Regions from separate parts of the Mus musculus genome. Here all the other regions are linked to region 1. Evidence: chromatin contacts called from public Hi-C and promoter capture Hi-C data. All regions are on one chromosome and are shown on one strand. The core of a region is the stretch at or near the end of the contact, and the rest is flanking DNA. Distances in the headings are between cores, read along the strand shown.

Region 1 (2,701 bases), core at 83-2,582:
ATCTACAGTTGCATGGGCTCATAAACTTGCAGTGTGTGTACCTGGGCATCCATATGTCCATATGCATGTATATGATGCCTTTCATTTTATTGAAGAACAAAAATCCATCACCAATAAATCAAGACCCAGAGACTTAGGGAAGGAAGCCACCTTAGCTAAGACTAGGACTCTAATCTCTCTTGTGCCTGCCTCATGCATGTCCCTTCCCCAACAGGTGCTCCTCTGAGCCTGCTTCCTACGGAGACAAAACTAACGCTACCACCACGCACAACCCTTCAGGTCCCTAGGCCTCTGGGGCATCCCTGGATGCTGCCAGCTTAGCAAAGAGGCTCAGCTGGGTTAATTACATAACAGCACGAGCAGGTGGGGATGGGGGAGTCCTGGGCCTTCGAGAGGGCAAAGAGCAAGAAAGAAGAACACGGACTCACTCTGGGTGTGGCAGAGGTTTCAGGATGTATCCTATCTGCAGATTCTCAAGCCCCCAAACCAACTCTTTTTGAGTAGTAGCAGACACGAAAACCAGGTACAGTCTGGGAGTCAAGAAGTGGGTACAAGAACAGCCCCCTATGCACTGGCAAGCCTCTGGAGCTACCAGGCCTAAGTGTGGCCCTGTCCCCAACTCAGAGGGAACAGATGCCCCTTCAGTTCTTCCCAGGCACAAGTCCTGGGTCTAAGCAGTTTACTAAGCCCACATGCCTAGTTATGTGGGGGTGAAAGGTCTGTCCCAGGAAGCAGGGCCCAGGCCCCCTGAGCTTCCCCAGGGCCTGCATTCTGCAGTGAGTCTGCAGACAGCTCCCGGCAAGAGGCAGGGGTCACACACTCGGGCCACAGTCTCTTTTTAGTCCCTTCCCCGGCCTGGACATCTTGGGTCTCTACCTCACACTGGGAAGGTCGGGGGTTCTGAGGATCCTAAAGGCCGGGCCGTACGTCCTCGGGTGGTGAGTCCCTACCACGTCCGCGTGGGGGTGGGGGCGCCGGCGGATGCCGGGCTCCCAGTGACCCGATCGGTGGCAGGTGTGGGGGCTGCAGGAGCCCCGCTGGCTGCCGGCTCCAGCTCCACTCCGGCTTGCCCGCTGCCCCCTCCCCGGGCTGCCCCTCACCCCGCGGTCGCCCCGCTCCTCCTCCTCCTCCCGCTTACCCGGGGCCGTCCCGGCTGCCTGCCCCCTGCCCTGGCCGGCGCGGCCGCGCTCCCCCCGGGCTCCGGCGCTGCCTTGGGCTCCCCCGCCCGGGGGGAGGATGAGGGGCGCCGCCCGCGGCCCGGGCGCGGCGGGCTGGGGCGCGGGGGGCCGCAGCACCGAGGGTCGCTCAGCTGCTCGCCCTGCGGAGCGCGCCGCCCCACTCGCGCCGGCGGAGGGGGAGGCGGGCGCGGGGGGTTCCGCTGGGTCCCCGAGCCCGACGGATTCACTGGGGCGCCGCGGGACCAGCTCCCCAATCCCTAACCTCAACCTTCAATCCTCCCCTACGCCCCCGACCCCCGCGACTCTCCCCTGGGAGAAATTAGCTCGAGCCTGGACGAGTTGGGGGCGGGGACGAGAAAGGCCCCGGAGCCTCTGCCTTCATTGCGACTCCCTTCCCACACAGCCTCGCACCCTGCCCTCGGCAGGGCTCGTCCCCTCCTCCCCACGCTGTCCTTTTGACCCTTACCGATACAGTCAGTCAGTGACTGGCAGATGCCCAGCGTGTGTCCTGCCCTGGTTGCTGGCATCCAGATTCTTGCTCTTCCACCCCTGAAGGACGGAGTAGAGGGTGGTCACTCTCACCCTTCACTGCGGCAGGGAACAGCAGGCCAGGCTAGTGCCAAGCAAAGCTGGTCCCCTGCCAAAGCATGACCTCCACTCCTCTAAGGCTGCGGATCCCTCTCCTTTGAGATCCCAGCATTTGCAGGGCTTGAGGGTGCAGTTCCTCTTGTATTTAATCTAAAATAGTCCTCACCAACATATTTTTATCAGTAGGTAACATTCCAATGTGGTAAGAGCTTTGCCTAAATCCTCAAGTTAAATTCCCAGAACATTCCACGAAGGAGGTTGTTTCCCCCATTTTACAGATGAGATCACTGAGGCTGAGAAAGGATGAGTAACTACTTTTACTTAAATGCAAAATGGAATGCTAAGGCTGTGTCACTAGCAGGGCAGCTTTGCTTCGGAAAAGCTCAGCAGAGGGCTCACATAGTCCAGTGGAGAGGCCACAGACAAATTCCTTTGTGAAGTCAAAAGGGGTCTTAGAGGGCAAATCAGGTGGGCCACTTCAGAGAGGTCAGCTGAGGCTAGGAGCAACTGAGAGTCCAGAGACCTGACAGAATGCTTCAGGCTGGAAGAATGGGGTCAGAAGAGGCTGACAGAGGTTATGACCCTGACTGCTTCTTGTTCCCCTAAAAGGGTCTCAAAGACCCCCGTTTTACTTTTCTTGTTGGTGTGGCAAGTACCTGACAAAAGCGACTTAGTTTTGGCTATTGTGATGACAATAGACACATCTATTGTAGCCAGAAGGCAAAGTGGTGGGAATGTGAGGTCCCTGGCACTGTGCATGCAGCCTGGAAGCAGAGATGCACGTTAGCGTTAAGCTCAAATTTCAATTTCCCCTTTTGCCTTTTTAGTCAGTCCGTGGGATGGTGCTGCCCGAGATGCAGGTGGAAAACCCCCTTCAGTTAAACGTCCCTGGAAACACACTGACATGCCCGAAGATGTGTTTCCAAGATGGCTTC
Region 2 (2,701 bases), core at 146-2,645, 500 kb after region 1:
GTCCAAGCAATGAGGTATTGACAAAGGATCCCACTGCAAGCAAAGAAGCTTTGGTTCTGTGGCGTTTGGATCAAGGGATCCTACATTCAATTCCTGATTTCATAATTCAGTCCACAAGCGTTTCTTCTGTGTCCCCTATATACCGGGGGACATGACTGATAATGAGGAAATGACTGAAAATGCCGGAAAACTTGGAAAACACAGGACAAGACAGACAGGGTCCCCGAAAAACCAAAAGGAAAAAAGAAAAAAAAGAAGAGAAAAAAAAGAAAGACAGGGTCCTGGGAAAGGCTTCCCTAAGTAATTGAACTAATCTATGCAAAGTTCTGAGAACACTATCTGGCAAAGAATAGAGGCTCAATTCGCTTTGTCGGATGAATGAATGTATGCATGTAGGAATGAGTATATTTAAGCCGAGAGATAAACAATGTGAAGAAGGCCAGAAGGCAGCGTCCCTAGCAAATGGAGTCGTTGTTCTCAGATGAGGAAAAGCCTCCAAAGAGCACACGGGTCCCTCTGGCCTTCTTCAACTTTTATTAGTCTCGTTTGTTTGTTTGTTTGTTTGTTTGTCTGAGACAGGGAGTTCTTTTGGAGACCTTCAATGTCCTGGAACTTACTCTGTAGACCAGGCTGGCTTTAAGTTCAGAGATCTATCTGCCTGTCTTTGTCTCGCAAGAGCCTGGATTAAAGGCATGTTCTACCACAACCTATTTAATAGTTCCTTATAGGCTCTATATTCTTTGAACTTGTACAAGAGGAGAGCAGAGACTCAAATCTGTCCACAAAAGTTCCAGACAGAATAAATTGCCTATGCAAAAGCAGATACAGGAGAGGGCCACACCTTGAAAGAGCTCAGAAAAAAAAAATCCCAAAACAGCTGGGCACCGCGGCCCATCCGATATTCCCAGCATCCCATCCTGGGAGGCACAGACAAGAGGATCATGGAGTTCAAGGTCTACTTAGGCTACACACCCTCAGCCTATCTCAATACATACATGCATACATGCGCGCGCGCGCGCGCACACACACACACACACACACACACACACACACACACACACACACACACACATACACAAACTAAATCCCACAAGCCCACCTATAAAAGTTTCTGCCTCAACCCAATAGTTTTCTGGTTTGTATTTTCACCCCTGCTGCCTGGACCCTGGAAGTGTCATCCTCCACCATCTCCTGCCTCTGTGAGCTAGGCGGGCAAATCAATTAATTTCTCTGAGTTTTGGAGACTAAAATTGGCCAGAATCGCTACTGTGAAAAGAAGGCGCGAAGGGAGGCCACCATTGGCAATCCCGGCCTCCGAGAGCGGCTTGACTCCTCCGAACACGAGAGGGCGCTGTAGCCGGAGGTTGCCCGGCGCGACATGGATTTAACGCTCCGTCTTTCCGCCTCGGTTCTCCTCCACGTGGGGACGCAGGATGGCGGCGGCGGTGGTGGTAGGTGTACGCGCACGGGGCGGGGATGCCGGGTCTCCGCGTGGGGTACCGAGGCCCGAGGGGAGGGGAGGGGGACTGACAGTCTCGCGGCTTGATTCTGCAGGAAGAGGCGGCGGCAGGCGACGTGCAGCGGCTGCTCGTACAGTTCCAGGATGAGGGCGGTCAGCTGCTGGGCTCCCCGTTCGACGTGCCAGTGGACATCACGCCGGACAAGCTGCAGCTGGTGTGCAACGCGCTGCTGGCCCAGGTGAGCACCCCAAAACGAAGCCACGGTGTTCCGGGGACCCAGCTGCTCACCGACAGTGTCGGTGGCGTGGATCGGCCCCAGGAAAAATGTTCTCCGCGCCGACTCACCTACAGACAGGCTGTGTTTTGAACGCGTCGGATGCAGTGTTTCCGTGACTTCTTGTCACAGCCCAACATAAGCATCCCCATTTTACAGAGATGCCCAGCGGGATTAAATTTGTCGCATGGTGGTATGCAGTAGTTGGGATTGAGCCGACTCCCGCTGAGGGCAGGCATTCATCCCTCCGAGCAGAGTTCCTCTTTACTCTGTTCTTGCCTTCAGGAGGAGCCCCTGCCCCTGGCGTTCTACGTCCACGATGCTGAGATTGTGTCCTCCCTGGGGAAGACGCTGGAGTCCCAGTCTGTGGAGACAGAGAAAATCGTCGATATCATCTACCAGCCCCAAGCTGTCTTCAGGGTCCGGGCTGTGACGCGGTGCACCAGCTCATTGGAGGGTCACAGCGAAGCTGTCATTTCTGTGGCCTTCAGCCCCACAGGAAAGTAAGGACATGGGCAGAATCTTTGGGATGTGGAGGTGTGTCCTCTGACAGGTGGAGAGGACCATCCTGAGTTATTATTCACAGGGTCTTAGGCTGCCTGCCTGTCATAGACTTGGGGTCTGGACTCACGTTGCAAGTAACAGACTTTCTTATTGGGGTTTGGTCCCCAAAGGCTAAGAATAGTACCTGGCTCAGAAGAGCCTATCTTGGTTTGAACTACTCCTTTCCGAAGTCAGGTTTCTGCATCTGTTACTTCCCTATGAATCCTTTCTTGTAGGACTCTAAGAATAAGAACAGTTGAGCCAGGTGGTGGTAGTCCACACCTTTAATCTCAGCACTCAGGAAGCAGAGGCAGGCGGATCTCTGTGAGTTCAAGGCCAGACTGATCTAAATAGTTCCAGAACAGCAAGGGCTACATAGAGAGACTCTACCTCCAACAACAGAAGAATATGAAAAGCTTCAAAA
Region 3 (2,701 bases), core at 107-2,606, 450 kb after region 1:
TCTGAGTCTACGAGAAGTCAGCAGTCATCTCATAATTAGCTCTTTCCTGCCTACCTCAAACAACCAGTCCTTCCTGATACACACACACACATACACACACACACACAGAGAGAGAGAGAGAGAGAGAGAGAGAGAGAGAGAAAGGATATCTCAGTGCCAGCTAATTGCTCTGCTGTCTCTTCCTACTGTCTACATCCCCCATACTCATATTTGCTTGCCCTGAGTGTGGCTGATTGTACATGAAATGTTTTTGGTGCTTAAATGTTTAGATCAAAGAGCTTCAAAGACAGCTAGAGACCAACCCAAGCTAACTGAAAACTGGCATCTTCCTATCAAAACACAACCTTTACAATATACAGATGTGTCCTTGCCCTGGAAGCCAGACAGAGCAGAGCATTGTAGAAAATGGCCGTCTCAGATCCCATTGGAATGATCCCAAACACAATACTTCTTTCCATGCCTGAAAATCGGTGAACACTCTCCAACACGACGTGACTACCCAGACTATCCAACCCCTCCCTGACCTGCACTAGTAAACTGGGCTCCTCAGCGAGCTGAGACATGGACCTCCTCCTCATTGCTAGCAGAAGCTTGTCTCTACATTTTTCTATATCTCTGGCTCTAGTGAAAAGAACAGCAACATCCGTGAAATAGCCAGACCTCCAAAGACTCTGGCATTTCTCTGCTACATAGACTGACATCTGCTCCAAATTCAAGTTATCAGTAATCTCTAAGTTGCCTGTGACATCTGGACCCCATTCAAGTTCTTCACCCACCATCAAGGCTTCTTGGGGGACATTTGGGGGAGGATTTTCTCTGATTTGATGCATTATATCCTGAAGGTAGCTGGTTATGTTGTCTCCGCTGCGGAGCATTCTGGTGAGCTTCAATAACGGCTTCTGGTGTTGGAGCTCAGGGAGGCCACTGCAACACAAGTGATTGATCTGAAAGTAATCCAGAAAAATGTAGAGAACTCCTGGGCCATCTCTCGCTCTCTGAGTGATGGCTTTGGCCTTTGCGTACCAGTTCCCGTCCTCCGTTCGGAAATTCTGAGCTTCGTCCACGATGATATGTTGCACATTATCAAAGGTATTTTTCATGAAGGTTTTCCGTGTCACTGCCTGGCAAACGTTTTTCCTGATGCAAGTGTAAGAAACACAGTCAGATTTCCTCAGCTAAGCAAAGAAAGGCAGCCCAATAGATAGGAATAGTTCCTGAGCATGGAAGCAACAACCCAGAGCTTAGCCCTCGAAAGCCACGCCCATTCAAATTGCCCACCAGAAAGAAATGAATAGTCAGGTTGCTTACCTCACAATGAACCTCTTCAAGGACTGGTTCTCACAGATGTAAAGAATGTTGTCAGCTTGACAGTTGAACACATTCCTGATCTTCCCCACGATCATGAGAGCTAGAGTGGTCTTCCCTGATCCAGGTAAGCCGTGAACAAACATCTCTCTGTGCTTGCTCAGGTTAGTTGAAAGCAACCCGTACTGTTGGTCTGAGAGCAGGGCCACAGTCTCAGACTCCAAGTTTAACTCTTCATTTAACAGGGGTCTGAACCCAAACAAGATGATCACAAGAGATTGCAACAGAGCTTCCACCTGCTGTGTGGTTATGAAGTTATAGGATTCGGGGTACACTGGCATTTCTAAGTCATTCCTTACTCTTTGGTGAGAACCCAGTGGTAAGACCAAGGGAATGATGCCTAATCTTCCAGGGTAGCCACCCATGTTCACCAGCTTCTGCTTCAGGGTACGGGCAACTTTCATGGAATAGTGCCTGTTCCCCAGATCCCACTTGTTGCAAATGGTGTACAGGATTGGAACGTTGTTCGGGGAAATCAGAAGAGCGTCACAGATGACATCTTGCCTCCTCTGAAGACCTAGATCTACAGCCCAGCTGTGGGAGAAGATCAATATCCCTTGAGAGAAACAGCGCATTTCCATATTTATTAAGTTTCTTAGTCCTCTGTAATCTGCGAAGAGGTCCTTGTAGACGCTCTCTGGAGTATATGTAATCCTGTTGGGTGACACTAGACAAGGAAAGAATCGGAATGAATCAGAGACAAGCTAATAATCACCATTGCTGTGGGAATCTTTCTTGAATAAGCACTCTTGAATAATCTTTCTTGAATAACACCAATGAGAGTGGAAGAGAGGACCAGTGGATGAAAAGCCTTCATGCCCGTGCCATCTGTAATAACGCATTACACTTTAAAACCACTAGGTGGAGGGAGCGAGCAAGCAAGATTTTATAGAGTATGTGGCAGGCAGCAGGATTTAGAGGGCCAGGACTTATTTATTTATTTGTCTATTTATTTATTAACTGTTTCTCCAGGTCATTCTGTTTCAGATGGCAAGTGAAGCCCTGCTTGGCCAACAGATGTACAAGCAGTGCTTTAAGTAAATCACTAAACAAATCAGTAGCTAGTAATTAGTCTTACTCTACCATTATATGATGTAGATCTCGATCTTTGAGCTCTATCATGTATCAATGATCAGTTTTATATTAGTAACAAAAAGAGAAGCAATCTTGAGTCTGAGGGAGCCCATAACCAGCTGTGATCAACATGGACTACACTGAGAACACAGTAGCCAAGGCAGCAAGAAAGAACCTCTCTTGGACTATGAGAACACTAGTGGGAAGGTGGTGCATGCCTTTAATCCCAGCCCTCGGGAGGCAGAGGCAGGCAGATTTCTGA
Region 4 (2,701 bases), core at 99-2,598, 340 kb before region 1:
GACCAGAGACTGACTCTTCAAGTCCTACCCCTTAGACATATTATCTGCCACTCCCAGTTCCCCTGGAATAGGAGGAGTCAGGAGGATTGGCAAGTAGAGGTCTGGGCGAGTTTGGGAACAGGAGAAATAAATGTTGCAAAGGGCAAGCAGGCCATCAGGACCTGTGGATTTGGGATTTCACTTAATAAACTGAGAGAAGGTCATTTGGGAGGATTATCTGCTGCAAAGGCATAGACAGAACCAGGATCCAACTAGTAAGCACATCCAAGAAGGAAGAGGGGGTGGAGAGGGCTTCTGGGAAGCTTTTGCAATGGCAGGGCTGTGGAGTAATCAGGGATGGACACAGTGAGGCAACAGAGGGCAAAGGACGGAAGAGATGCAAACTGTTTCAAAAACAGGTAGTTGATGGAGTGAAGACGAGAGGCTAAACTCTATCTAAAGACATTTAGGGGCAAGCATTCAGTCCAAGATAATCCAGGGCTGGCTGGCTGTAGGATAGGGGTTGTGGGGTAGGGGTGGGCAGACAGCATCAGTCTGCAAAGGCGAGACTTTATTACAGAGGAGAGTGTGTCAGGAGTTTGATGAGGCTGTGGTCACAAAAGGGCTAAGGGAAGAATGGGCAGAGGATTAAGAGTAGTCCTTTGAGGCCAAATAAGATGGGGTGGATTGTGCTTGTAATCCCAGCATAGCAAGATGAAGCAGGAAGATTGCCATGTTGTTGAGGTCAGCCTGGGTTACACAGTCAGTTCCTGGCCAGCTTGGGCAAACATACAAACAAACAACAATGAAAACCCACGGCAACAAAACCCTTTCTGAGAATAATATTGGTAAAGAAGATTGAGATTGACCTGTGTCTAGCATAATTACAAGAATATTTTCTGTAGACAGGTCAAGGTAGACGCCAGTAGAGAAGGAGACGTCTGGGAGAGGGAGCTTGGCTGAGGAGCAAGCAGGAGGGGGGTCCAGTCAGGTGACCCAGGGAATGGAGAGAGGGAAAGCAGAAGAGGGATTCTGTTCTGGGGAATTCAGAGGTGACCATCAAGGAGGATCCTAAAGAGAACTCTTTCCTCCAGTTTCTCCCTCCTTCCTGCACACACTGGTTCTGGATGTCTTCTCACCCCTCACTTGAGGAAGAATAGTGCAACCGTGTTTGCCCAGACGTACCTAAAAGCTGCAGAGGTCTCACTGCAGCCTGCAGCTCCTGTACCTCTAGGCTGAGGGTGATGAGGGACACCAACAGAAGGAAGGCTCCTAGCTTCATGCTGCTGCTGAAGGATGTTAGCCAATACGCAGCAGGGCCAAGAGCTGCCAGAATTTAAACCTCTTCACCCACTGAGCTAGGCAGCAAGGCTAGGGGCGGGCCTGCACACCACAGAAGCCAAAGCCCCGCCTGGAAACCAGCATTGCCAGGGACACACACTATGTATGTCCTGGGTAGTGCCATCTTACTCAAGCCAAGCTCCGTGCCACAGAACACCCTCTGTTCCACAGATAGTCCTCCTAAAGTTGGAAAGCTGGGGTGGTAAGGGACTCTCGTTCCTTTTCAATGAAGTATTAGAGATCTACTCTGGGCCAGGAATGAGCTGTGATAAGGAATGTGTCCTCAGGGAATGACAATCCAGGAGCTGGGTGTCAGCTAGGACACCATCTGCTTTTGTACTTCTCTCTCCTTGCTCTAGGACAGTTGTTCCTGTAACTGAGGGCAGGGAGAGACCGTGGGAGAGCCAGTGGGGTGCGGCCACCTGTTGAGGAGACAGTAAGCCAGCGTCGTTCCCTCTGCCTTGATGCCATCATCTCTGCTGTTTGGAGCCTTCATTTTGGGGAACCCCAGCTGTCAATATCTACATCAAACCCTCCCAGGATGCCTCTCAGGCTGCACCACTGCTGTGCGACTTGGAGAGTGAGTGGGGTGAGAGTGACAACTAGCCCAGGTGTGAGCTTTCACTTCTTCCTTCTTGTAGACACGCCTGCTAATCCAGATGAGTGATTTGTAACTCAGACCATCTGTGGTTTGGGTGCCAGGGGAGATACCCTCTTCTTTCCCTGGTGGTGGGGGAGGAGCACACACAATGTGTCAATTTGATACAAGCTAGAGTTCCCAGAGAGAAAGGAGCCTCAGTGAAGAAGAGGCCTCTATGAGATCCAGCTCTAAGGCATTTTCTCAATTAGTGATCAATGGGAGAGGGCCCAGCCCATTGTGGGTGGTGCCATCCCTGGGCTGGTGGTGGTCCTAGCATCTCTAAGAAAGCAGACTGAGCAAGCCAGTAATCAGTTTCCTTCCATGGTTCTTGCCTCCAGGTTCCAGCCCTGCTTGAGTTCCTGTCCTGACTTCTTCCAATGATCTGGCAGTGTAAGCCAAAAAGCCCCTTTCCTCCCCAACTGGCTTTCTGGTCATGGTGTTTCATTGCAGTCATAGAAACCCTAAGTAAGACAAATACTGTAACTCATAAAATACCTTAACATGAAATGAGCTGGAAGCAGGGGGTAAGAGGGAGAGGGAGAAGTCACAGGATCAGTTTGTTGTGCCTTTGTAGGTGTCTGGGAAAATGGTTTATTTCAACAGTAGAGGGCAGGGGCCCTAAGTTTAATTCCTAGGAACACACACGCACACACGCACACGCACACGCACACGAGGGGAGAGAGGGAGGAAGAGAGGACTATCATTTCACAAGGACTATGGTTCCTAATTCTGGAGCTACAG

Evidence for each region. Promoter capture Hi-C pulls out the DNA fragments that hold promoters and counts their contacts. Hi-C and Micro-C count contacts between places; a contact is called where the count stands out from the background.
Region 2: a Hi-C map of stem cell-derived germline stem cell-like cells shows a contact between it and region 1, with 3 times the contacts expected there. The contact joins the promoter of Nle1 here to the promoter of Rasl10b in region 1. A contact is called at or near these places in 5 of 39 promoter capture datasets (the HPC-7 cell line, embryonic stem cells, liver and 1 more), 1 of 15 datasets of contacts at CTCF or cohesin (embryonic stem cells), 8 of 484 Hi-C or Micro-C datasets (B cells, the G1E-ER4 cell line, cortical neurons and 5 more), 3 of 115 datasets of contacts at active chromatin or transcription factors (embryonic stem cells and stem cell-derived neural progenitor cells) and 3 of 9 other capture datasets (adipose tissue, liver and pancreatic islet).
Region 3: a contact with region 1 is called in a promoter capture Hi-C map of embryonic stem cells, with 2.3 times the contacts expected there. The contact joins the promoter of Slfn5os here to the promoter of Rasl10b in region 1. A contact is called at or near these places in 6 of 39 promoter capture datasets (embryonic stem cells, hippocampal neurons, liver and 2 more) and 5 of 484 Hi-C or Micro-C datasets (embryonic stem cells, muscle stem cells, myocytes and 2 more).
Region 4: a promoter capture Hi-C map of the HPC-7 cell line shows a contact between it and region 1. The contact joins the promoter of Wfdc21 here to the promoter of Rasl10b in region 1. A contact is called at or near these places in 10 of 39 promoter capture datasets (the 3T3-L1 cell line, 3T3-L1-derived adipocytes, the HPC-7 cell line and 6 more), 3 of 115 datasets of contacts at active chromatin or transcription factors (bone marrow-derived macrophages, embryonic stem cells and pro-B cells) and 2 of 9 other capture datasets (adipose tissue and liver).

The regions. Positions count from the first base shown.
Region 1 is chr11:83,408,319-83,411,019 of GRCm38.p6, reverse strand. It overlaps Rasl10b (RAS-like, family 10, member B), which reads right to left and starts at 1,332. Exons shown (of 4, transcript NM_001361568.1): 1 at 1,139-1,332.
Region 2 is chr11:82,907,089-82,909,789 of GRCm38.p6, reverse strand. Nle1 (notchless homolog 1) reads left to right here and starts at 1,395. Exons shown (of 13, transcript NM_145431.2): 1 at 1,395-1,451; 2 at 1,555-1,698; 3 at 2,020-2,237. The coding sequence starts at 1,434.
Region 3 is chr11:82,959,336-82,962,036 of GRCm38.p6, reverse strand. It overlaps Slfn5os (schlafen 5, opposite strand), which reads left to right and starts at 1,356. Exons shown (of 3, transcript NR_045932.1): 1 at 1,356-1,432. Slfn5 (schlafen 5) reads right to left here. Exons shown (of 6, transcript NM_183201.4): 5 at 1,309-2,032; 6 at 1-1,137. The coding sequence ends at 333.
Region 4 is chr11:83,745,587-83,748,287 of GRCm38.p6, reverse strand. It overlaps Wfdc21 (WAP four-disulfide core domain 21), which reads right to left and starts at 1,348. Exons shown (of 3, transcript NM_183249.2): 1 at 1,165-1,348. The coding sequence starts at 1,261.